Regions from separate parts of the Mus musculus genome. Here region 1 is linked to region 2. Evidence: chromatin contacts called from public HiChIP or PLAC-seq data. All regions are on one chromosome and are shown on one strand. Each heading gives the region's core, a stretch centred on a gene start, on an enhancer-like site or on the middle of the called end of the contact. The rest is flanking DNA. Distances are from core to core; before and after follow the strand shown.

The links. HiChIP or PLAC-seq counts read pairs in DNA pulled down with a chosen protein or histone mark.
Region 1: a contact with region 2 is called in an H3K27ac HiChIP or PLAC-seq map of VIP interneurons, with 4 times the contacts expected there. The contact joins two enhancer-like sites. A contact is called at or near these places in 1 of 15 datasets of contacts at CTCF or cohesin (pro-B cells), 2 of 484 Hi-C or Micro-C datasets (embryonic fibroblasts and ventricular fibroblasts) and 5 of 115 datasets of contacts at active chromatin or transcription factors (VIP interneurons, embryonic basal ganglia, embryonic stem cells and 2 more).

The regions. Positions count from the first base shown.
Region 1 is chr13:102,644,355-102,650,621 of GRCm38.p6, forward strand. No RefSeq gene overlaps it. Among named protein-coding and RNA genes, the nearest start is that of Gm41046, 19 kb to the right of the region's middle. Within about 2 kb of position 2,202, at least 64 of the 459 cell types and tissues checked have an H3K27ac peak or open chromatin away from gene starts, as enhancers often do. A contact at or near this core is called in VIP interneurons, where this site is marked.
Region 2 is chr13:102,215,843-102,222,477 of GRCm38.p6, forward strand. No RefSeq gene overlaps it. Among named protein-coding and RNA genes, the nearest start is that of Gm36703, 130 kb to the right of the region's middle. Within about 2 kb of position 1,994, at least 1 of the 459 cell types and tissues checked has an H3K27ac peak or open chromatin away from gene starts, as enhancers often do. A contact at or near this core is called in VIP interneurons, where this site is marked.

The sequences.
Region 1 (6,267 bases), core at 952-3,451, 430 kb after region 2:
GAAATACCAGCTTTTCATCTCACTGTCGGCAAATGGACGCCTTATGCACATACAGAACACTCTGCCACGACTCTAGTCACTGGAAATAACGTGGCACTGACATCAGGGAGTCACATAACAGACGACATGTCTAAAGGACAGAACTATTTTCCACAGAGTATTAATTTACCAACTTCCTACATGACAATTTCCCAAAGCAGCCGAGAACATCTGTGACCCGCAGGCTTCATGTTTCCCTTAATGGGGCACTAATTGTTTTTAAATAAATGTCCCCCACTGTGCAAGCTCTCAACGTAGAATAGAAGTGGGTTGAGGGGTAGAAAGCCTAGCCTATCATTCTGATGTCTAAAATGTCACACTTTCAAAGATGCCAGGGAGATGAAATGCATTTAATAATCAATGTAAAAAATTTAACACATGTTGAAGCTCCTGTTTGAATTATAAAAGTATCAATTATAAAATGTCTACCCTCCCCCGCAAAAATACCAATTTCCACTCCCTATAACATTGCTCCTTAAAATGGTTACAGGCGGGATCCACATGCATACAGCAGACTACACAGGCGTTGCTGGTGCATGCGTTTTGCTGGCTCGCTCTTGACACAGACTATTTTCTGCACGAAAGGCTCTTTCATTGTGTTTTCCTTATTTGTATCTTTTTCGGGGTTTGGAAATGAGGTGTTTTCATAGCGCCACCTTGTGGTCATGAGCCATATGAAATTTATACACCCAGCCTAACCTCAGCTTCCTTTCCCGGACTCGGCTTGTTGGAGATTTTTGTTTCGCCTTTGTTATTGTTTTCTCTTTCCTTCTAGTTAATATTCAAGAGTTGTTCTTTGCCAGTGATGCTACTGAGAATAATGACCCAATTCAAACAAAATAGACCATTAAAAATTTTTATGAAAATGTCCTAATGTAGTACCTGCACACTTAGGGATATGCCCCTCAATCAAGGGACTGCGGAGAGGGGTGTGCTAAAACCCCATGGGCACAGGAGAAATGTTGAGGCGGGCTTTAACTGAGAGCATTCTGGCTAAACTTCCCTTACATCTGCCGTGGTTTTCAGGGCTGGCGCTGGTCTGAAATTCAGAGAGCTCAGCAGGACAGGCAACTGATTCCAAGGCACAACGATGGGAATATTAAAGCCATTGATATTCTCCACACGGCAGCAGGAGCCACAGCCAGGTGCTAAAGGAATTGGTGGTTTATGAAGAAATAATCAAATATTCTTTCCTTCCCTTCTCTTTTTTTTGTTTTGTTTTGTTTTGTTTTTTGTTTTTTTGTTTTTTGTTTTGCTTTTTTTTTCCAGCCTCACACCAGACCCAGCCTTCTTATCTCCAGGGAGAAGAGTGCCACTCTGTAAAAATAATAGAACTCTTCCCCCCATGTCTCCCAAAACCACTTCAATTCTGAAGGCTTCATTACACTCGAAGAAACTCCGGTCCAATGACAGGTGTGGACTGTCAAGCTTTGAGGTAGGTAATCATGGAATAGAGTTTTTAAGATTTAGATAACTAAATCCACTGAAGGCTCCATCCACCTTTGTAAGTCGTTGACTCTCAGAAATTTGAAACAGGCCGGGAGGTAAATTTGCATGGTAGAAACAAAAGAGGAGAGGATACCTGGGGGTGACATTAACAAGAAAGGACCCGGTCCCTGGGCTACTTAAGAGCACCAAGGCTGCTCAAGGACCTTCCCTGAGTGGAGGCCTTGGAAAAGGTGACCTAATTTAAAGGGCGAGCTGAGATTCACACATAACTTTGTGCATGCATGCGTGCACATAAGCTCAAGGATAAACATCCAGCCCCGTTGGCATAGACATCGGGTTTCGCCTCAGCTCCTAGATTTGACCTCTGTGAAAGACAATGGCTTCTGACTTTCTCAAACGTCAACAAGAAATCCGCAAAGAAGGCATAGGGGTCAAGGACTCGAAAGTCGCATTTGTAGACAGTGTCACAACAGTGTCGCCCTGACAGAGCGGCTGAGGATAAAACTCTTATGTGTTTGAACCTGGAGAGGATGAGGTAACTGGATGGGCCACAGGAAGTCCCAAGTGGGCCACGGAAATTGACAAACCCCCATGTGTCATCCCACAAGTGAAGGTTCTGGAAGTTTTCCAAGTCTGCCAGTGATCCCAGCTGACCTTTCTCAGTCTGGCAGACTCGGGGCCAGACTGTGGAGAAAATGACTGAGAAGCAAATTCCTGCTGCTTCCTGGTGAGCCCGCTTCACTTTCCAGTAAGTCCCCAGTGGTATAATTGTTCCTTTATCTGCACAGGAAGAGAATTGTCGATTCCTTCTGGAAACTAGAGAGGGCCTGCCCACTCTCCTGGATGCTGGCTCAGAGTCTGTGCATAGGCAGACCTGGAAGGAAGCCCGGTCCTGCGGGGACCACCATGTCATAGTAGCTCTCAGCATCAGGCTGGATGGGGACTTTAATTCTCTAAGATTCAAAGGCCTCGTTGATGATCACCAAGCAGAACTTGCTGTATGTTACTATGAAACTTGGACCAACAAAGGGTGACCCACTGGCCAAAGCCAGGCCCTCTCCTGTGTTTATGACCGCGTCTTTTCAGAAGCATATCCCCGCTCGTTCACATTAGTCCCCTGTACACCAACTCCCCTCCATGGCAGAGGTGAGGAGCTGCACCAGAGCTCCCATGTCTGCCCAGCCCGGATTGCTCACTGCCTGGGCCTTCACATGAGAAAAGCTCACTGACTCCAGTTCAGCAGAAAGGCCGTTCTGGTAAGGCAGTGTAGTATCTGGAAAGACCCTGAGAAGGGACTCAAAGGCCTGAACTCAGGCTCTGCCTCTATCAGAAACCAGCAGGTGAATGACTGAATACCTTTCCAGGGGCACGGGATGTAAAAAAAAAAAAAAAAAAAAAAAAAAAATGTGATCTCCATCTCCAGTGCCAAACTGGTTACCCAATACTTTTTGTTTCCAAAAGCTTTTTTTCCTATTTGTGACCCAAGGACTATGATATTTGAGGTTATTACATTGGTATTGACACCTTGTAAAAAATAAATAAATATGGGAATACAGAGATAGAGAGTTCCTTGGTTTAAAGCACTATCTGCTCTTTGAGAAAACCCAAGTTTGGTTTCTAGCATCCATCGAAGTAGAGTACCCTACAACCATCTATAACTCCAGCCTCAGGGGGGTCTGACACCCTTGCTGGCCTCCACATGTACATGTGTGTGCAGACACACACACATAGACACATAAATTTAAAAAAAAAAAAACATTTTAAAGAAAGACTAGAAACACTCATTTAGGTCCCCACACAGATGCATCCCAAAGTACTCAGAGCCCACTGATACACCCACACTTCCTGCATTGCCCCTCTACAGAAGAGACATGTGTCTTCTGGGGCCTCACCATCTGTGGAGCAATGATCAAAACATTACTATTCAGTTACTCTCTAAGCACAGCTGTAGAATCACGGAGACGTGTTTTTACAAAACCAAGCAATTGTCTGAGTCTGTCTCCCAACCGAAGAACGGGGAAAGTCTAATTCACAGAACAATTCCTACTTTATAGAGCCTTTATATACAACATGCGGGGTACACTCCTGTTTACTTGTTTTTCATGCCATCTTTATTTAGTGTGTACTTTATAAGACTTGCAAATAGTTTCCAAACATCTCCGAATTTAAGAGGAAAAATGCAACTGAGTGAAGCTGATTTAAATTAGCTTAGTCTGGGTTCTTCCCAGAAGCAGAGCCCAGATGAGAGAAGATGCCTTATTTTTGGAATTGATTTGAGGAAACAAGTAGAGAAACAGACAAATTAAAATAGGGCCAATCATAGGGTCTTCAACTAGGTTGGTTACTGGATATGGACAACCAAGGATCCTTCCTCCTGGGCTACTGTGAGCTTCTTTGTGGAATGGCTTCTGGTATACCTTCCTGAAGGATGTAGGTCAGACATAATGATACACTTACTCCCATTATTGCCCTATGTGGCTCTAATCTGCTCACATTTCCAGTGTGAACACGAGGCAGAAGTCAGATCTGCCACAGCCTGAAACTCCATATCAGCAACCAAAGATTGTATGATACACCGGCCGGAGGGAGCCCATGCATCACAACTGCATAGAGCATTCATAGCCAAGACCACAGTCAAACAGCAGGCTGGGAGAACATAAAGAAGGACACAAAAACACCCCACCCAGCATGTGAAGTCTAAACCCTACTATGTCATATTCCCCAATCACCAGCACTTAGGGTAGTATGGCTGCAGTAGTCCTTTACTATCAGGGATGCCTCTGACATTATAATAAATTCCCTTTGTTTGCTGGCTTATGCAGAAGACATCAGATTAACACTTTTGATGAAAAGGAGAACTCGAATTCTCTCCCATTGAATAGAGAGCAATGAATGGAGGAGAGTGTAAGAGATGTCTCCAGGGGCTTGGAGAGATGACTCAGTGGTTAAGAGCACTGACTGTTCTTCCAAAGGCCCTGAGTTCAAATCCCAGCAACCATGGTGGTTCACAACCATCTGTAATGGGGTCTGTAATGGGATCCGATGCCCTCCTCTGGTGTGTTTCAAGAGAACAACACTGTACTCACATACACAAAATCTTTAAGAGAGAGAGAGATCTTCAAAAATTGAGCAGTATCATAGAATTGTTTCAATAGACCAATGTGCTCCTAATTCAAGGAAGTACCAAGAAGGAAAAGTCACCCTTGAGCAATGATCAAAGCGCATGTAAAAAATAAAATAAAATAAATTTAGAGAGGCTTAAATAAATATGTGTGGGGAAATGAGCATCCATGCAGTTGATGAGGGAGACAGGTCCTCCTCCATCATGGCTCCCTGGACCTCATCCCAGCATATTGTGTTCCATCCACTGGTATCAGAGCTCCAGGAAGAGGTGACAAGAAGTAAGAGTTACTTGTTTTGCTTTTAAGAAAGCTGGCATCATAGAATTTAGATCTTCTCTGAAATTTTAGAAGCAAATCCAAGTTCATTCCTCTTTTTTTGTTGTTTGTTTCTTGTTTGGTTGTGGTGGAGTGTGTGTGTGTGTGTGTGTGTGTGTGTGTGTGTGTGTGTCTGTGTGTGTGTGTCTGTGTGTGTGTGTCTGTGTGTGTGTCTGTGTCTGTATGTCTGTGTGTGGTATAGTATGGTATGGTATGGTATGGTATGGTATAGTATAGCACATGCAATGCGTGTGTTTACCTGTGCCTGAGTTTGTAGAGGTCAGGGGTTGGCTTAAAGTATTTCCTTCCATTCCACTCCCCCTGTATAATTTTTTTATACAGGTCTCTCATTAAACTTGGAGCTCTCTACTCCAGGTAACTTAGCCTAGTCACCAAGCCCCGACAATTTGCCTGTCTGCCTGCTCGTTGCCCACATCCTTGGATTACAGGTGTCCACCAACAAACCTGGCTTTTCTGTGGGGGCTAGGGATCAGAACTCTGGACCTAACGCTTACCTAGCAAGCACGTTACCAGCTGAGCCATCTCCCTGGCTCACGGTTGTGTAGTTTGATGATCCCCAGATGGAAGTAGGTCAATCGTGTCAAACATTTCAATTCGCAAACCATACAACCTGACTTTCTGTAAACATGCAGAGAAATGTGGCTAAATTTAACACAAGGCTAAATGAGAACCACAGCAAGGCTTCATCCGTCAGAGACATTTTGTGCAAACATAGGTCTGTTATTTATTATTTTGTGTCCACCATGCATTACAATGCTAGCAAGAAATAATTTAAACCATTGGCCACCTCTACCGCCTTTTGTTCTGTGAGGCAGTATGATAATTCAAGTAGACTAACACCAGGACTCAACCCAGAAATTTAGACTTTTCCCACTCTGTAGAGAAGAAAATCAATCACTTTAGTATTTGCAGGACATGAGTGATGGCTATACAACAAGCAAGGCTGACTTTCTCAACTTACATCTGGCAAAACAAATTAATTCAAAACTCCTTTCATATACATGTATGCCAAAAAAAGAAAAGACAGGGATGGGCAAGTGGAGGAATAAGATAAGGCTGTGACAACCAACTACAGAAAGTGACAGCAGACACAGGGACAAAGGCGAGAGTAAGGTACCAATGAACTCTCCGGACCTTTATTTCCATGATTCTTAGAAAATGCCCTCAGTCCCCCTGCCCGCTTCTCATAGTCACAAGATTGCTGGTGGTGATGAATAGCCAGGATGGTGACCCACTTCCAAACAGTGCTACAGTAAGCATCCAAGGGCAGATGTGTCCTTGGCCATTTGATTTCAGTGCCATTAGATTTGGGTGTAAGGTA
Region 2 (6,635 bases), core at 744-3,243:
ACAACTGAGAGCAGCACCAAGCTAATCATAAAATATTGATTTATTAGGAATTGTGCTAAATAACTACATGATATTTAACATTGTTTAAGTATACAAATCTAGCAATAATATAAAGTAACTTATGAACCTACCTCTAAATGACAGTTCGGGGTTTAGAAGTATTTTCATAGATAAAAATTACTTTAGGACTTTAAAACAAATTAAAAGGTAACATATAAACTATAAGATAGAAACACATGAATATGATGATGAGATTTTACTTTAGGGCTACTATAAGAGCTACAAATAGTAAGAACTTGGTGAAGATGTAAGACCTTGAAATACTGTTGGGAGTTTACAACAACGTTATCACTTTGAAAACAGGCTGATGATTCTTGAAGTAACTGAACATAGATTCACTAGCTCAGAGAAGAAATTATGTATTTGCCTAAACATTTACATATTCATGTTCATAACAGCATCTTAAGAAGAGAAAGATCAGTGGAAGCAAAACGGGGGCGAGAGGATAACTGAGAAGGAATAAGGTCAAAATATGGACATGCATGAAAAATGTCACAATGAAACCAATGATTATGAAGACCAATATATGCTAATAAAACATTTAAAAGCATTGTTCAAAATAGTAAAAGAGTGGACACAGGCCAAATGTTCATCAATGCATGAATATAGTTTTAAAAGTGTAGTACATCCATATAATAAAATATATAGCAATAAAAACGAATACTTTTATAATACCAACTACAACACTGGACAGAAGTTTAGGGGAGTAGAAATACCTCATGCTGCATGATTCATTGGAAAGAAATGTGGAATTGAGTGGTGTCAGAAGTGATAACATTGTTTACTGGGTGTCTAGGACCAGGGCTGGAGATGGAAGGCAACGGAGAGCGACTGAACACTAATGTAGAGTCTCCTGTGAGCTAATGGGAATGTTCAGAAACAGACTTTTGATGACTTCACAACCTGGCCAACACAATAAAGAAAAATGCATAGGGAGAAGGAACTATTAGGTAAGTTGACTTGGTGGAATGTAAGCCATATCTCGAATGTATGGCCATCAAGCATGACAGTAGAGAGCTACAGACTCAGAATATGAGAATTATTCAGGGGTAGCTGGACCTATAGGAAGGAAATCTCACAGTTGGCCATGACAACTGGCAGCAGGCTGAAGGTCAGACTCTAAGGAGCTCAAGGAAGAAACTGGTAGATTAACCAAGAAGGGTCAACGAGTTCCTCACCTAACTAGTAACCAAGCTGAAGATGTGATTTCTTCTCAACAAAGAGATGGAAATATTTTATAATAGTTATATGACATATAATGTAAAAGTATGGGTTGTGAACTTTTATGAATTGGTGGGAAGAAAACTGTGCAAAGTTCTTATTTTAAAATTAATTTTCCCTTTTAGTTACAGGTACCATTGTGTCTATACACGGGTTTATGAAAACCCAGGTGTTATTTGTGGCTCACATTGAACTTAAACTCCAATGACACTTGGTAATAACCTACCTATTGTTATATGAATGAATTCATACATACATCTACCAGGTCAGCTCAGTGATGGAGACACTGGTATCTGATTCCTGCAGTCTTCCATGCTGGAGCAAGTCTTGGCTCAGAGGCTACCCCCTCATCAGGAGGAGCTGGGACTGTAACATTCCAGCAAAAGAGAACAACGTTCCATGGCAGGAAGGTCTTGCTGAGTCCATCCATGTTTAATCATTCAGAACAGCTATTCATGGATGACTCTTAAGGCATAAGGCAAAGCTAAAAGATTTTTTTCACTTTGACACTGAAACAAAAATTGTGTTTAAATCTAATTTTAACCTCTTGAATTATAATCAGCTTGTGTGAGTTATTTCATATTCAAGGCCTACAGGCTTCAATTTATTTAGGAAACAGGGTGGCATTTATTGAACAAAGACCAGATCTTTAAATAGAATTGTCCCAGAGGATGTCAACAAAACACCAAAGAAATTAATTACTGCATAATGAGAACCATTATTGAACACATCTCTGATTCCAGATACTATTCTAAATACTTTGTGTATGCCATCCAATTCAATCCAATAGGAACATTTGCAATTGAGGAAAATTAAGCTCATCTAAAGGTAATTATACTAGGTTTTTGTCACTGACTGAAACCTAACAGAAACAAATTTAAAGGAGAAAATGGGTTTTCCTCTTATGCTTGAAAAGAGATTTCACTCTTCCACTGTGAAGAAATCATGGCCTCGGGAACATAGGAAAAGGCTCTCTCACAGGGCTGCAGGCAGGATAGAGAGAGCACAGGCTGGTACCTTCAACACCCCACCCCATCCCAACCCACCACACACACACACACACACACACACACACACACACATATGCACTTACTATTTCAGCCAACCCCAGCATTCTAAAGACCCCACAACCTTCACAATAAGGTCAAAGAAGTCTGTGTGGGAGTTCAAGATTCAAGCCCTACTAGTGATTGATTTGCTCAAGGTCATGCATACAACTGAAAGTAGCAAGGCCAGAATCTGAAACCTAAAAATAGGATTCCTGAGATTATAATGCTAGGTTTTTTTAAAAAATAAAAGTGACAGGTTATAGAAAAATAGTTGGTTATTTTCAGATTATCAGCTATTCTATCAATACAGATTTCGACACGATCTTGTTTCTAAGGCAATACACTGATCGTCTCAGAATATAAAAGAACTGCGAAACAATTTTAAGGCCAGGTGGGTCACGGTAGGGATGGTGATTGACACGTTAGCAGATGCCTTGAGGTTGCCAGTGATTTGCATCTTTGCAGGGCTCCAAGCTGACATATTCAGCCTCATTACCTCAGTCATATTCAATTACATCTTCTACTGGAAGAATGTGCACAGTTCATCCACGAGGTGCAGCCGCTGGCTCAGGCTATGGTGTACGCTCTAGTAGGATCCAACCAACTCCATTCCCTATCTTCCAAATGCAGATGGCGGTGACCAGATCATGTCCAGCTTGATTTTGGTCAACGAGACAAATATTTCATTTCCCCAAAACTAGCAGAAGTAAAAGTATGTTTATATATTTACTGTTGACAACGTTCTCATTCTGTTCATAAGAAGCTTATGAATATTATGTTTGAAGTGCTATGATGAAGCACCCGAGACTAATAAGTTAAAAGGAGATATTTACTTAGTTCACAACTCCAGAACCAGGTGGTTTAACCTCTAGTGAGAGGGACATGTATGATGAGGGTAGACTTCATCATTAAAGAGAAGGTTAGAAAGAAGCTGGAGTCACACAATCCACACCAACGAACTGTCTCTGTGGCCTCCCTTTATACCCCACTTCCGAAACGTTTCACAAGCTCCCAACATACTTACTTGGGGACTAAGCTTTTTATCACAATTTACCTTTGTAGAGTACTTAACCCAGAGTCAACCATAGTGAAGTTCTTTTTTAAAATTAATTCGTTCATTCATTAATTTTCTATACATCCCAACTGTGTTTTCTTCATTCTCCTCTCCTCCCAGTTCTTTCCATTCTTTCAGCCCCAACCACTCCTCTTCCCTTTCTTTTCAGAAAAGGGGAGGCCCCCCATGGATGTCAACTAGACTTGGCACATCAAGTTGCAGTAAGGATAGGAGCATTTTCTCTATTGGAGCTGGAGGAGGGGTCCAGAAGTGGGGAAACAGTCCCAAGGCCAGGCAAGAGAGTCAGACCCAGCCACTTATACCAAAATTTTTGAGTAGACAGACTGCTGGAAATATTTAGTATGTTAAGGAGAGACCCCTGCTTATATGTATACCTCTAAGGTTGGAGTCATGGAGACTAAATGTGCTTTTGTTTCTTTTACAAAGACCCTGGCACATTGGCAATCAGATGGCATTAGGAGCTGCCCAAAGAGCTTGCTTCTTTGCCCAAGGCTTAAGGAAATCCAAGATTATATCTGAGCATGTTTGTGGGAATTATCTTGATTGCATTAACTGAGATGAGAAGATCCACCCACTGTAGGAGGTACCATTCCCTAGGCAGAGGATCCTGGATGACATAAGAATGGAGAATGGAAACCAAATACTAGCATGCATGCCTTCATTGTTCTCTGCTAGTGACAGTGAATGTGATGTCACTGGTTCTCTCAAGCTCCTGTCCCCATGACTCCTCTGTCAGGATGGATTGTCACCCAGAGTTGTGAGCCAAATAAGTCCTTTCTCCCTTAAGTTATTTGTGTCAGGATTATTTTAATCACAGAAACAGGAAAGATACTCAGAGAGAAGGTAAATAAATGTTTGCAATGATATAAGTAAGCAATGATAATTGTTTTATGAAATTTTATAAATAAAAATTTTGAAAACAGAAGACCTAATTGATTTGTAGTGACAATATAAACTCCGCATTAAAGTCCAATGAAAAGGGGATAAGAAAAAGCATCCAATCCCATTACTCCCATAAGGCTGGATGAAAAAAAGAAAAAGACTCTAGTCAATGGAGTTCAGAGTGTGCATATGGGCCCACATTTTGTCAACATGTCTACAAAAGTTAAAATGGAGTCCAGCAATGATTGTGTAACAGGCCCCCCTAAACACTAGCATAACTGAGACCACATTATATGCATCATTCTGACTTTAAGCCTAACACTTAGGCCCCCAACACCTGCCAAAATGGGAACAAAGACATCATCCATCAGAGAGAGACCTTGTCCACAACTCCAGGAGAGCACCCTGCCTTCCTCTAGCGCCCCTCCTTCAGCATCCCTCGTCCTTCTCATTTCTCTTAGGACCACTTCTTATTTTCATGAGAGAATGTATTTGGAATTTGGAAATATGATCTGGGTTGTAGATATGTTTTTATTTCAAAGTTTCTAAAATGGGCTCTTCTTAAAAATTATGTTTAAACTATTTATATTTTATTGTAAAGACTGATACATTTTGAGTATTAGCTGCCACGTTATTTTTTAGTTCTGTTTTCTGTGCCTTTGATTGTTTTACATTTTCTGCTGGTAAAATCTCTTCTTCCATCCTTCCTTCCTTGCTTCCTCCCTTTCTTCCTTCCTCTCTTCCCTCCCCCCTCCTTCCTTCCCTCCTTCATTCCTTGCTTTTTTTCTTCCTCCTTCACTTTCATTGTTGCTCATTTTATAGTTGTGTTATATCACATGGGGTTGCCATTAAGTTTCTGATAGAAATATTTTTAAATGTTAATGGAAATTGGAGCACGTATCCATTGAACACTCTCATTTTAGATGGTGTCTCTCTAATAGTATGCTGATATTGTATCCAGTGTGTCAGTGTAGCATTCAGTCAATTCCATAAAATGAGTGAAAATGTTGCATGCCATGCTGCAGGTGAAGAAGTAGGACAGTGTCCCCCACCCCCCAAAGTTCCATTAATGTCCCCTTTCTGGCACATTCTTTCATCTAGTACTTCATTTACCCAGTATTATTTTATGAGATTAATGTGTTCATTTACATATAGTTATAAATAGTTCATTCTCATTGTATACGATTTGTCTGTATAAATAAAGAAAACACATGTTCCTATTAAGAGGCATTGGACTATACACCCAGCTAACTTTTCTGCTGTCTTTGGAGAGCATGGATGCATACCTTTAAAAGCAGCCTGGTTTCTTTCTCTGACAGCTGATCTGTTTCGTATGGCACTCTTGCAGAACCTTTTAGCTTCTGACTTTAATGTCACAGTTATCTAGGGACCTAACTTTTTACTTTTCATGAAACTCCTTCAGATGGGAGCTCATATTTTAAACTCATTTTCTCCCAGTGGTTTACTCATGTCCTCTATTCTTAAACATTCTTACATGTAACATTCAGTATCTCCTGATACCTCTCTCTGTCTTTGTCTTTTGTGTTTCCTCCTCTAGGATTTTGATTGATCATTCTATATTGTTGATTCTCTCTCCCTCTCTATCTTTCTCTCTTCCTCACTCCCTCATACTTTCTCCTTATACTATTAAAGAATTTTTAAAGTAATAATTTGTTGATAAACTGGTACTTCGAATTTTTCAGTTCATTTATTTACTACTTCATTAAAAATTCTTTGACAAATTACAATTTACATAATTATGATGTACAAAGTGATATAACAATTAAGTAGCATAGAATACCTGAATGAAGTTAATTAATATACCCTCAACCTTAAATCCCTGGCATTTTTGCCTCGAAATACAAAGTTGTTTAACTTCCATTTTGTTTCCTCTGACCCACATCCTTTCTCCTTTGCCCTGAGGCAACCACCACACTACCTTAATTTGTGTAACAGTTATTTTAGATACTTTTGCATTCTACCTTCTAAGTAAGAATATTGATTACTTGTCTAATTTCATGTTTTATATCATTTTTAGAATTAACATTTTTTCTATTATCTTCTTTAAAAAACATTTATTACTTCCTTTTTTCATTTTCTAGTAGTAATTTTTTCCTAAAACTACATATGTTTTTGGCATGTAGTGCTTTTTATTTCTTTTACTCTTATATATTTTTTAAAGAAATTTTACTTTTTCCAGTTTACTTGAGTTAATAAAGAGACAACTATAACCATAAATGCCCCATCTCAACATACATAAAACAAATCAAAATATGGATGCAGTCTTCTATTATTTTTGCCCCCTTTCTACAGTGCGTTTTCTGTTTAAGTACAATCTGGACTGAAAT